3 separate regions of the Rattus norvegicus genome follow, and all the other regions are linked to region 3. Evidence: chromatin contacts called from public Hi-C data. All regions are on one chromosome and are shown on one strand. The core of a region is the stretch at or near the end of the contact, and the rest is flanking DNA. Distances in the headings are between cores, read along the strand shown.

Evidence for each region. Hi-C and Micro-C count contacts between places; a contact is called where the count stands out from the background.
Region 1: a contact with region 3 is called in a Hi-C map of frontal cortex, with 2.2 times the contacts expected there. The contact joins the enhancer-like site here to the promoter of Sox4 in region 3. A contact is called at or near these places in 3 of 12 Hi-C or Micro-C datasets (frontal cortex, mammary epithelial cells and psoas muscle).
Region 2: a contact with region 3 is called in a Hi-C map of the A7r5 cell line, with 4 times the contacts expected there. The contact joins the enhancer-like site here to the promoter of Sox4 in region 3. A contact is called at or near these places in 2 of 12 Hi-C or Micro-C datasets (the A7r5 cell line and mammary epithelial cells).

What each region holds. Positions count from the first base shown.
Region 1 is chr17:36,193,193-36,197,026 of GRCr8, reverse strand. All of the region lies in intron 5 of LOC134482707 (a long non-coding RNA gene), which reads right to left. Among named protein-coding and RNA genes, the nearest start is that of Rpl29l1, 270 kb to the right of the region's middle. Within about 2 kb of position 1,921, at least 11 of the 93 cell types and tissues checked have an H3K27ac peak or open chromatin away from gene starts, as enhancers often do.
Region 2 is chr17:35,595,276-35,598,839 of GRCr8, reverse strand. No RefSeq gene overlaps it. Among named protein-coding and RNA genes, the nearest start is that of Sox4, 280 kb to the left of the region's middle. Within about 2 kb of position 2,124, at least 8 of the 93 cell types and tissues checked have an H3K27ac peak or open chromatin away from gene starts, as enhancers often do. A contact at or near this core is called in the A7r5 cell line, where this site is marked.
Region 3 is chr17:35,874,765-35,878,308 of GRCr8, reverse strand. It overlaps Sox4 (SRY-box transcription factor 4), which reads right to left and starts at 2,011. Exons shown (of 1, transcript NM_001271205.1): 1 at 1-2,011. The coding sequence starts at 1,355. The coding sequence ends at 33.

The sequences.
Region 1 (3,834 bases), core at 672-3,171, 320 kb before region 3:
GGGGCAGGCACAGCACTCCAAAGGTCCATCCCCAGTGATGTACTTAAGCCAACTAGACCGCACCACCTAGGTCTCAAAATATCAATGCTACTAGGTGATCGAGTGCTGTTTGGACCTAACAGGCAACATGGTGGAAATACTGAGCGTCAAACCACAAAACCCAGCCACAATGCATTCTCTGATTGGTGCTGTTTACACAATGGCAATGCCCTTCGTCCAGTGCATTCAACAAACGTTTATCTAGGAGGAGGAAAACAAATGGTTGAACAAAGAGAGGAAGGCTCTGTCTATTGAAAAATATATATTATGCAAATGAGCATGCAAATAGGGAAAGCATATCCCTGCTAATGGCTATGAGGAGAAGCACCTGGTGAGAGAGGCAGGGGACTTGATCTTGAACCTGAGAAGTCAGGCTCTCCTGACAAAGAAGTAACACAGCATCTGGTTTCTGTCAGGTGGGGCCAGGCTTAAAAACAAACAAACAAACAAACAACAATAACGACAACAACAACACACCCAGATGTTTTCCAAGCAGGTGGATAAGGAGCAGCAAAGGTAAGCAAGCGTGGAGAGAGACACTGGTGGACAATGGGAGCCAGTATGAACAAGATGGAAGCTGGCTCAGTGAGGGCAAGCTCACACACAAGGCTGAGAGCCTGACTTCTGACCCAGCACCCAGAGAACGTAGGAGCTCCTGGGGAACAGCCGTAGAAGAATCCTTCAAGTGTGTGAGCCTGCCAATGTGGCATATGCAGCTGCAAGAAACCAGAACAGATCCTGCTTCTGAAGGTCAAAGCCGACACCCACTGTGGCCCACCACACACACACACACACACACACACACACACACACACACACACACGAGACCTTGAAGAACATGTGCAAAGGCCCTGGGGTACTAGAATGTTAGTAAGACAAACCAAAGGAAGTCCACTTCTCCTCTGCTTACAGAAATTCTCTCTCCTCACATTCTTCTCAAATGTGACATCCTCTGAGGAGATACTGCCCCCTCCCCAATTGCACTGTAAACTGATATCCTCATACCATTATGACATTTCTTCTCCCCGTCTGCTGGCACTTAACTCACGGTAAGACAATGATCTGTTTATACATCTGTCTCCCTCACCAGCAGGAGGGACACAACATTATCTTTCTAACGCCTGGTATGCAGTGCTAAGCATGTTAAAAAACACTCCTTGTTTGTTTTGTGAAAGAACAAGCGAATCTGGACAATCCAACCAAGTTCCCCACACAACCCCCGGGGCCTCCAGCCCCCACCCCGGCACACCCTAGCTACTCATTCTGCCTCATAAATGTACTTATCTACTTTGAGAACTGCCTACATTTTTGGGGGGTTAAGATTGAGCTGTACAGTAATACCTCTTTTAGAAAGCCCTTTCTCTGGCTGCCCTTAATGAATCATAAGGTGTTATTTACTGCAGCTTCGGAACCATCTGCACAGACATTGTTAACACAATGTAATTCGTTTTATAAATATCACACAATTATCTAATTTTTTAAAGGCTCTGGCTGCTTTGAAAGGTGTTATTTTGGAAACAAGTCCTGGCCCCTCCTAGGGAAATTCCCAAACCAGCATTGTAATTGCTAAGTATATCCACAGAAGGCCTGAGAGGCCGGACAGGAAGTATAAATCCCTGAGCTGTTGTGGACATTTCTGAGTGCGGCCAACACAACAGGAGAGGGGTCACACGCACCCCTGTCCCACCTGTGGTCACCTGCCCTGTCTGCACTTCAGATAAGGATTCCAGAACTCCACAAACCCCAAGTCAGTTCTCCTCCCCGGTGATAGCAGCCCCTTCCCTGCAGCTCCAGGACACTTGCCAGCCTGTGTGTGTCCAACAGTTGCAAGAACGATTAGGAACAGGGACATGACTGTCCACTGCCCATTTCTGCTGAGGCTTCCAAATGGAACTAGCCATCTGTGGGTTTTCCTTACAGGGTGCCAGCAACCCCTGCACTGACTCTCCTCCCACCACCCTGAGTAAACCCTCCCTTCTGGGACAGGAAAAACAATACAATCAAGATTAGGGTATTCCAGGAGCAACGCAACCCCCCAGCTATCTGGCTATTTGATACAGGGTTGTTAGACAGGGCCCAGCCCCTCTTCGGTCTATCTTTACCTGCCATCTTTAGAGGATTACTGGGGAAGGGCTGGCAGTGGTCTGTAGTAATTTAACCCAGGCCTCCTGGAGCTGTTTATGAACAGATGTGAGCTAACATTCCCATACAGCCAGGCAGCATTCTGGAATCCTGGGCAAAAGCGGCATCCCTGAAAAGTGTGCTGAGCCCCCACTTTGTCTATCTCTGCTGCCGAGGGACAGGATGTGGGCTGCCTGGGAAAAGAGCCCTCACCAGCACAGTCCTGGGACTGCCCTTTGATGTGTGTGTGTGTGTGTGTGTGTGTGTGTGTGTGTGTGTCTGTCTGTCTGTCTGTCTGTCGGTCTGTCTGTCGGTCTGTCTGTGTGGCGGGGGCAGGGGGATGAAGGAGGCAGAGAGAGAGAGAGAGAGAGAGAGAGAGAGAATCTGGCACACAGAAGAGTTGGTACTTCATTACAGACTTCCTGCCTTTATCTCTAATAATTATAGAATCCCTTGGGAAGAAGGAAAGGGTGCTATGAAACGCCACAGGAAGGGGTAGACACCACCAAGGAAGGCAGGGCCCCAGAAACAAAAAAGTCTGAGAAAGGGGGAAGGGGGGATGGTGAACATCTGCTCTGCGAGGTACAAACACTGCACTGACCTTACCTTTCAAATGGAAGCTATCTGCCTAGTGTTTCTAGTGTCCAAGGAGCCAGAGCTTAGGGGAGAACTCTGAGGTGGGTGAGGTCAGACTGTGATGGCTGGGTCCCACCACTCAATATTGTCTGGGCTGCAACCCACGAACCATCTTCAGAGGCTTCAGACGCCCCTGTCTACAGAAAAACACATCACTAGTGTGAGTCTGTTACTGCTACAAAACAAACAAAACACAAAAACAAAACCTTAGATTCCCTAGATTGGGTACTTTACAAATAAAGAAATTGATTCCTTATATTTCTGGAGGCAAGTCCCAAATCAAAGTGCCATTGGACAGATGCTAAGTTGGGCTCACGACCCATGGATGGAACCTTCAACTTCATTTGGCAAGCGCTCATGTTCCATGGGACCAGGCACCCAGTGAGACAAAAACGTTCAGCAGTAATGTGGGCTGCCTGGCTGTGCACCCAGCCGGCGGACATAAACTGCAGCACTGGGCTGAGGGTGTGTCTGCCACACCTATTCTCTACAGGGCGGTATCATAAACATTACACACTGATAATTCCCTTCCTCAGACAAGAGAAGGAGAGGGAACTCGGCTGATAAAGTGCTTTGTCCTACAGGCGTGAGGGTCTGAGCTTGATCCCCAGCACCCGTCGTGGGAAGAAAAGCAGCACTATGGCAATTCTAGCCCCAGAACTGGGGAAGTGAGGACCAGAGACCATGGAACCTGCTGGCCAGCCAGCGCAGAGGAATCTGTGAGCACCAAGTTCTGTGCAAGACCCTATCAAAAAGTAAGATCCAAAGCAATTGAGGACGACACTCAGTGTCAACCTTTGGTGTACACACACACACACACACACACACACACACACACACACACACACAGGGTGGGCTAAACTATTTGTTTCTAAAAGAAAGGTCATGTAACATATCTTAAAATCTAGAGTAGGGCATACTGCTGTAATTCTATTAATGGGAAAATGAGGCAGGAGGATTGCCATGAGTTCATGGCTAGCCTGGGTTTTACAGTAAAACCATGTCTTTTGGGAAAAGAAAAAAAAAAAAAAAGGATTA
Region 2 (3,564 bases), core at 875-3,374, 280 kb after region 3:
TAAGGTCCAATAGATTGCAGGAGCTGAGCCACAGATGTCTCTGGCGGCCCTTCAACAGCCAGTGTGAAAAAAGAAGCAGAGGCAGTTACAGGAATCAAAAGCTAATCTCCCGAACCCTCTTGAGACCCTGCAGAAAATGAGTTTCAGGCAGGACTGCAAGTGAAGAGTGAAGACAAGAGGTGTGTGAGGGATTAAGACCAAAAGAGCTGGAGGGGAATAAAAATGGATGGCTCCCATGCAAGAATCAAAAGGAAATTTGAGCATCCTTTTAGAGTTCGAGGATGCAAAGAAGAGTATGTAATTTTCTTGTCCCAAGCTTAGGGGTAAGAGAGTTCAAAGGCTCCAAACAGTGTGTTAGGAGATAGAAACAATGTTGATGAGGGGAAGGCTATCTGGATGTGTATGACTGAGTGTGTGTGTGTGTGTGTGTGTGTGTGTGTGTGTGTGTGTGTGTGTGTGGTATATGCATGTTCATATGCATAGAGACCAAAAGTTGAGGTTGGATGTTTTCCTCATTTTTTCACCTTATTTTTTGAGACAGCATCTCTTACTGATCCTGGAGCTCATCTTCTCAGACAGACTAGTTGACCTGCTGACTAACCCTAGGGCTCCTCCCGCTTTCATTTTCCCAGTACTGGGACACACACACACACACACACACACACACACACACACACTACAGTGCCCAGCTTTTCTATGGCTGCTAGAGATCTGAACTCAGTTCCTGAGTTGTGTAGCAAGCATTTTTACCAACTGAGCCATGTAAATGTAACTTTTGCCTAAAGTAAATTTTATCTCAAAGGCATACTGACTCATGCTAACAGGCCTAGGTCTGGAAGCTTCTAGCCTCTATACAATCTTATCTAGGCCTAGAATGTTTTCAGCCTCTGAGACTTAATACCAGATAAGCTCACCCTTTCTAGTTCTTTCTGAGCTCAGGATGTCTGGCTCAACTCAGCTGTTTGGCTCAAACTCCTTTCCGTGCTAACTGATTCAAACTGGCTTCTCTCCGTTTCTTATTGATTTGCTCTGTTTGGCCTCATACTAACTTTGGCAATATTTTCTACTCTCCCAGCTTCTCATTCTCTGATTCTTCTGTCTTCACCTGCATCTAGCTTGTTCTCTTCAAGCTATTTCTGTAAAACCTTTCCAGTAAAACCTGCCTCCTCTCCTCCTTATCTGTCTGTACTGTCTCTCTCTTAAACAGCTTCCTTTTCCTCTCTCTTCTCATGAGAGTTGGGTATATCCTATTCTCTCATATCTTTCTCTGAGTTGCCACTTTGTCTGCCATTCAATTATATATCAGTTTCAAATATGGATGCTTCCTTCTACCAACTAACTTTACCTTCGTAGTCTGGGATTAAGCATGTGTACTACAGGTATGTCTATAATCTTGTCAGGGGAATTAAAGGTATGTGTTATGGGCTAAGCCACAACACAAGTAGAATCAGCCTTTTTTCAGTAAATAACACAATCTAGAAGTTCACAATGTGACCAAATATCCTGTAATAGAATGGTCTCTCCAGTCCTAAGGAATGTTGAGTTGATCATTACATTCTACATATGTGTATCAAACTGTCATACTGTACCTGACAAAAATGTACAGTCTCTATGTATCCAGTAAAGAGGGAAAATTACAAGAGAAATTGTAATTGACATGGATTTCACAGCATCAAGTGGCGAGTGAGTTTAAAGTCAGGTCAAAGGCAATAGGTGTGTGCATGAAGAAGACTTCCTCAGACACTACTAAGCCGGTCTGGGTACAAGAAAAACTCACCTTCAAATCCATTTCTAAGCCAAACACCCCAAGATCAGTATCCAGGGGATCAGTTAACATTTCTGACAGTTTCCTTCTGTCATTGTATAGGCTTCCAGGATTATCTTCTAATGAAGAAAGTCCTTTGGATGCTGGCAGAAGAATCTACTAGAACAAAAATTAGAAAGAGTGTCTGCTTAATGCCAGGAATGAAGAGAGGAAAATCAGTCTCTTACAATAAAGGGCATGGATGTTCTCAAGAGACACTTTTAGAGCTAAAGAAAGAAGATGGTCAAAGGCAGTGCTCAGGGCAGCACTTGTAGCTTAATTTGGAAGGCAGTGTTGCCCTGTCTTCTTTGGCTTCCTCCTACTCCTTACAGTGTTGGGAATGACTCCAGGACTTAGGCATGTAGGCAAATATTCTACCCTGAGCCACACCCCAGTCAGCAATTCCTTTAAGTGCTATAGGAATTCTATGTCCAGGACTTCACCCTCTCTCCATCCTCTCTAGATCAGAGTGCTACACCTCTCCCCAGAATCGAGCACCCTCTTGCTGCAGCTGGGTGGTCCAGAAACCCAGAGAAAAGCCAGGGGCTGCTTCTTTCCACTCCTCTGGCTTCAATTCCCTTCATTGAATTGGGGATTTTTAAGCACAAGCCACAGTATGCACATCGCTCTCTCTCAGGTCGGTAGAGCTGGAGTACTGCTCATGGTCCTAAAACTGCTCCCAGGGCTCCTGAGTTGTGATATCCCACATCTCCTGGGTTTGCCTGGAGGATGAGTTCCAAGGTTACCAGAGGAATCATTTAAGTAACCCAAACTTTGGTTTTTGTTGTTGCTGTGATACTGCCTTTATATATCATGGGAGGGATACGCAATCAAATCAGAGGCAGGACAATTACTAAACAGATTTTTAACTGGAACATGAACCCTTTAGCAACAGGTATATGAGTCTGAGATGGGCTGGATCCCTCTAGCCAAAAGAAACCAGTTAGATGATAAAAAATAAGACATCTAGAAAGAACTAAACCTGAAGCCAAATTAAGGGTCATGGACACTGGAAATGATGGGAATTGAAGCCAGAAGAGTGAAGAGAAGCAGCCCCTGGCCTTTCTCTGGCTTTCTGGACCACCCAGTTGCAGCAAGAGGATGCTGGGTCTTGGGGAGAAATGTAGCATTCTGACCTAGAGAGGGTGAATCCTGGACACAGAACTCCTGTGGCACTGAAAGGAGCTGCTGACTGGGGTGTGACTCGGTGGTAGAAATTTTACCTTGCATGCCTAAGTACTGGAGTCACTCCCCAGCACTGCATTAGGAGGAGGAAGGGGAGGAGAATGATGATGACAATACAAGGATGGTGATGACAACTGTTTGTTTGCTAGGCTGTGATGAAAAGATACCTCGGAACAGGTCATTTAAACAGCAGAAATGTTTATACTCAGAGATCTGGAGGCTGAGCAAGGTGGGTTTCTCCTGTGGCCTTTTCTTGGCTTGAAATAGTGCTGTGCTGATTGATGGTCACGTGACCCCCATATGACCTTCCCTCCATACATAGATCCCAGAGGCATCTTCCTCTTCATAACAGGACCTCAATCCTATTGGGTAGCTCCCACCTTAGTGTCTTTTTCCAACCATAGTCACTTTCCAAAGAAATAGGGAGTTAATTAGGACTTCAACATATCAATTTTGGGGAAGACCCAATTTATTGTGTAATAGGGGCTAAGAAGACCCCTACACAAAGGCCTAGAGTGGCAATTCAGAAATGAAAAAAAAATCATGCTATCCCAGTGTCCTTACATGAGAGGGGA
Region 3 (3,544 bases), core at 762-3,261:
TTGGCCCTCCTTCTCCCCGGCCCGCGCTCCCTTCAGTAGGTGAAGACCAGGTTAGAGATGCTGGACTCCAGCCAATCTCCCGAGATCATCTCGCTCACCTCGGGCGTGCAATAGTCCGGGAACTCGAAGTGGGAGCCTGAGCCGGGTTCGAAGTTAAAATCCAGGTCCCGATCAAGCGCGGATGAGGAGCTGAAACTGCCCAGGGACATGCTCTCAAAGTTTGAGCTGGGGTTCAGGTCGAGCAGGTCATCTTCGAACTCATCATCGGACGACGAAGAGCCCGAGGAAGAGGAGGAGGATGAGGAGAGCGACGAGGACGCGTGCGAGGGCGCGCTGGACGGGGCGGGCGAGGCTGCACGTAGGCTGGCGTAGCCGCGGTGGTCAGCGGGCGATCGGCTGGCGGCGGGCGATGATGCTGCGCTGCTACGGCCGCTCAGACTCCGGCCATCGGGCGAGCATCCCGGGCCCCCATCTTCGTATAACCCCAGTGGATCGCTGGGGTCGGCGCTCGCTCCCAGGCCCCCGACCGGGGATGCCGAAGCGCCCAGGCTTCCGAACAGGTAAACGCGCTTCACCTTCTTGTCGGCAGGGTGTTTGGCGGGGGTGGCCAGCGCGCTGGACGGCGAGGAGGAGGCGGCCGGGGTGGCCGCGCTGGGAGTCCGCACCTTGTAGACGGCCGCGGGCTCCCCCAGGGGCAGCAGGGCGGCCTGCTCCGGAGAGAACGATGCAGCCGCCTTACCGCCGCCCGCCGGGACGAACTTGGCGTGGGGCTTGCCGACCGAGCTGCCCGCCACCTTGGGGCCGCAGCTCTTCTTGGGCGCGGGCTTGGAGCTGCCGCCCGCGCCACCCCCCGCGTGGCCGCTTCCCGCGTGGCCGCTGCCGCCGGCGACCTTGTCGCCCTTCTCCCCAGGTTTGGCTGTGGCCGCCGATCCCGCGCCCGTGTTGCCCGACTTCACCTTCTTTCGCGGCCGGTACTTGTAGTCAGGGTAGTCAGCCATGTGCTTGAGGCGCAGCCGCTCCGCCTCCTGGATGAACGGGATCTTGTCGCTGTCCTTGAGCAGCTTCCAGCGTTTGCCCAGCCGCTTGGAGATCTCGGCGTTGTGCATGTCGGGCGACTGCTCCATGATCTTGCGCCGCTCGATCTGCGACCACACCATAAAGGCGTTCATGGGCCGCTTGATGTGGCCACTGGGCGTCTTGCACCAGCTAGGGTCGTCCGCCTTGCCACCCGTGGACGCCGTGGAGCCGGGCGTCGGGGAGGACGCGATGCCCAGCTCCAGGCCGGCGCCCGAGTCTGAGCTCTCCCCAGCCAGCAAAGCCTCCGTGTTCTCCGCGTTGTTGGTCTGTTGTACCATGGCCCCGGCTTGCCGGGCGCCCACGCGCGCTCACACGCTCGCGGCGCGGTCGCCGGGCCCTGCGGGCTCCCCGGGGCGGAGACCAGGGTCCCCTGAGCAGCGCGCGGGCCAGGGGCGGCCGCCTCCCGCCGCCAACCTAGAGTCTCCGAGGCCCTCCGTCCTCCCTCACCGCTGAAGTTCTCCCTGCGGGCACCGAGGCTGGAGTCGGCCGCGGCGAGGAGTTTCTCCAAACGTTGGTAGCCGGAGTATCTTCCAAACGCAAGTTTCTCGCCGCCTCCGGGGCAAGTCTTTCCCCCACCCCTTTCCCCTGAAGCAGTCGATTGCAGTTCACGAGAGCTCGCGGTAGCTCAGGAAAGCGACATCGTCTCTAGCGCCTAAGTCCCTTTCCTGCAGAGCAAAGCCAAAGCGACTCTGGCTCCGGGACTCTCTGTGGGCGGAATCGGTGCTGAGGAGTTGGTGCAATTATTTTGTTGCAAGGTAGGAAGCCAAGAAGCTTGCATGCAACAGACCGGCATGAATAAATGTATGTTTCTCCCTCCCTCCTGCAAGAAGGAGAGCTGGTTACCGGCAGAGTTCCCCCACTGCAGACTCTCTAAGAAACAGCGTGCAAGAACTGGAAACCGGGAGGGAGACGGCCCTCTTTCCCTCACTCTGTTTCTCTGGCTGCAGCTTAGAGCAGACCCCAATTCCGCCTCGCGCTTCTTTATCCTTTCGCAGACAGCCAATCAGCCGCTGTAACTAACGCTTCCTCGTGCCAAGCCCCTCCCCCGTCCTTCCCATTGGCTTGGAACCCGATGCAATAATAATCTCCGCGTGCAATGAGAAGCTCCAAATCTGACCTCATTCCAATTTACAGAGCAAACTTTTTAAAAGGGCTAGAAGTACAGCTGAGATTTCTGCTGCCTCTTTTCCCCCCTTTTGCTGGGCGCGCGCGCGCGCGTGCGTGCCTGTGTGTGTGTGTGTGTGTGTGTGTGTGTGTGTGTGTGTGTGCGCGCGCGCGCGCGTGTGTGAAGAGGATGTTAATGCATGAAGTTATTAAGGGGAGAGACGGAAATGTATTCTAGCCATTATGTTAGATAACAAGGGGCTTGGAGGGGGGGTAAGGGTGAAATACTGTAAATGGAAGCTTTCTGCTTAAAAGCCGAGTGATTATTTTTATTAGTTCTTTTCAGCCCAGGAATAAAGAATCAGCCTTTGGTGCAAAATCTCTTTTCTTAGCTCCTTCTTAAAGCTAGAGATGTAAGTGGGGGGAGCCACAATAATAAATCAATGGATATTGAAAACCATTAAGAAAGTGGCACCTAGACACCTGTCATCACAATTATTTTAACAACTCCATGTTCAGAACAGACGTTGGTGTATTGTGTAAATCCCTTCAGGATGCTATCTGTGCTGTTTGTGAAAGGCAGTTTTTCCCCCTTTTCAGTAATTGCTTACTCTTTTTGCCAAACAGAGGTTAACTAGTTATTTAATGATTTCAGCTCCCCTATAAATCCTGGGTAGGCCAAACAAGATTTTCTGTGGAAAGCCAAGGCAGTGGCCCATAATTACCTCAATAAGAGACTTTGTATGATTTTTGTATAGGGCGATCATGGTGAATACAGGATGGGATTGACTTCACTTTCTAAATGTTTGTTTTCCACAATTTCCAAAGGATAGATGGGTTCCTTTGACCCACCTCCTTGTTTTCTTACTCATTTTATCTGCAGCCTGTGCTACTTGAAGCAAATGGGCCTAGAAGACTAAGGAAAAGAGAAGGGGGTGGCAAAGGAGAGTGGAGCTGCTGCACCTACCTCAAGCCCCACCCCTGATCTTTCTTTCCAAATCTCAATTGTCCACCTCTTCTGTGCTTCGGGAACCCCATGGGCTTGTGTTAGTGGCTGGTGAGTGTGTGATTATAAACCACTGATGTGTGTCCTGAGCCCTCTGTGGATTCTAACCTGAGTTCCTTCCTAATGCAAATGCCACTTCTAGTAAAAGCGGCATGACATTCAAGAGACTAAGAAGGAAGATGGGTACTGATGGTGAAACATAATCAAAATCCTGTCGGCTGGTCCCCGTTTGTTACCTCAGTACTTGGGAGGTGCCATCAGGAAGATCGGGAGTTCAAGGTCATCCACTGATACTTAAGAATTCCAGGGGGGCTGGGGATTTAGCTCAGTGGTAGAACGCTTACCTAGGAAGCGCAA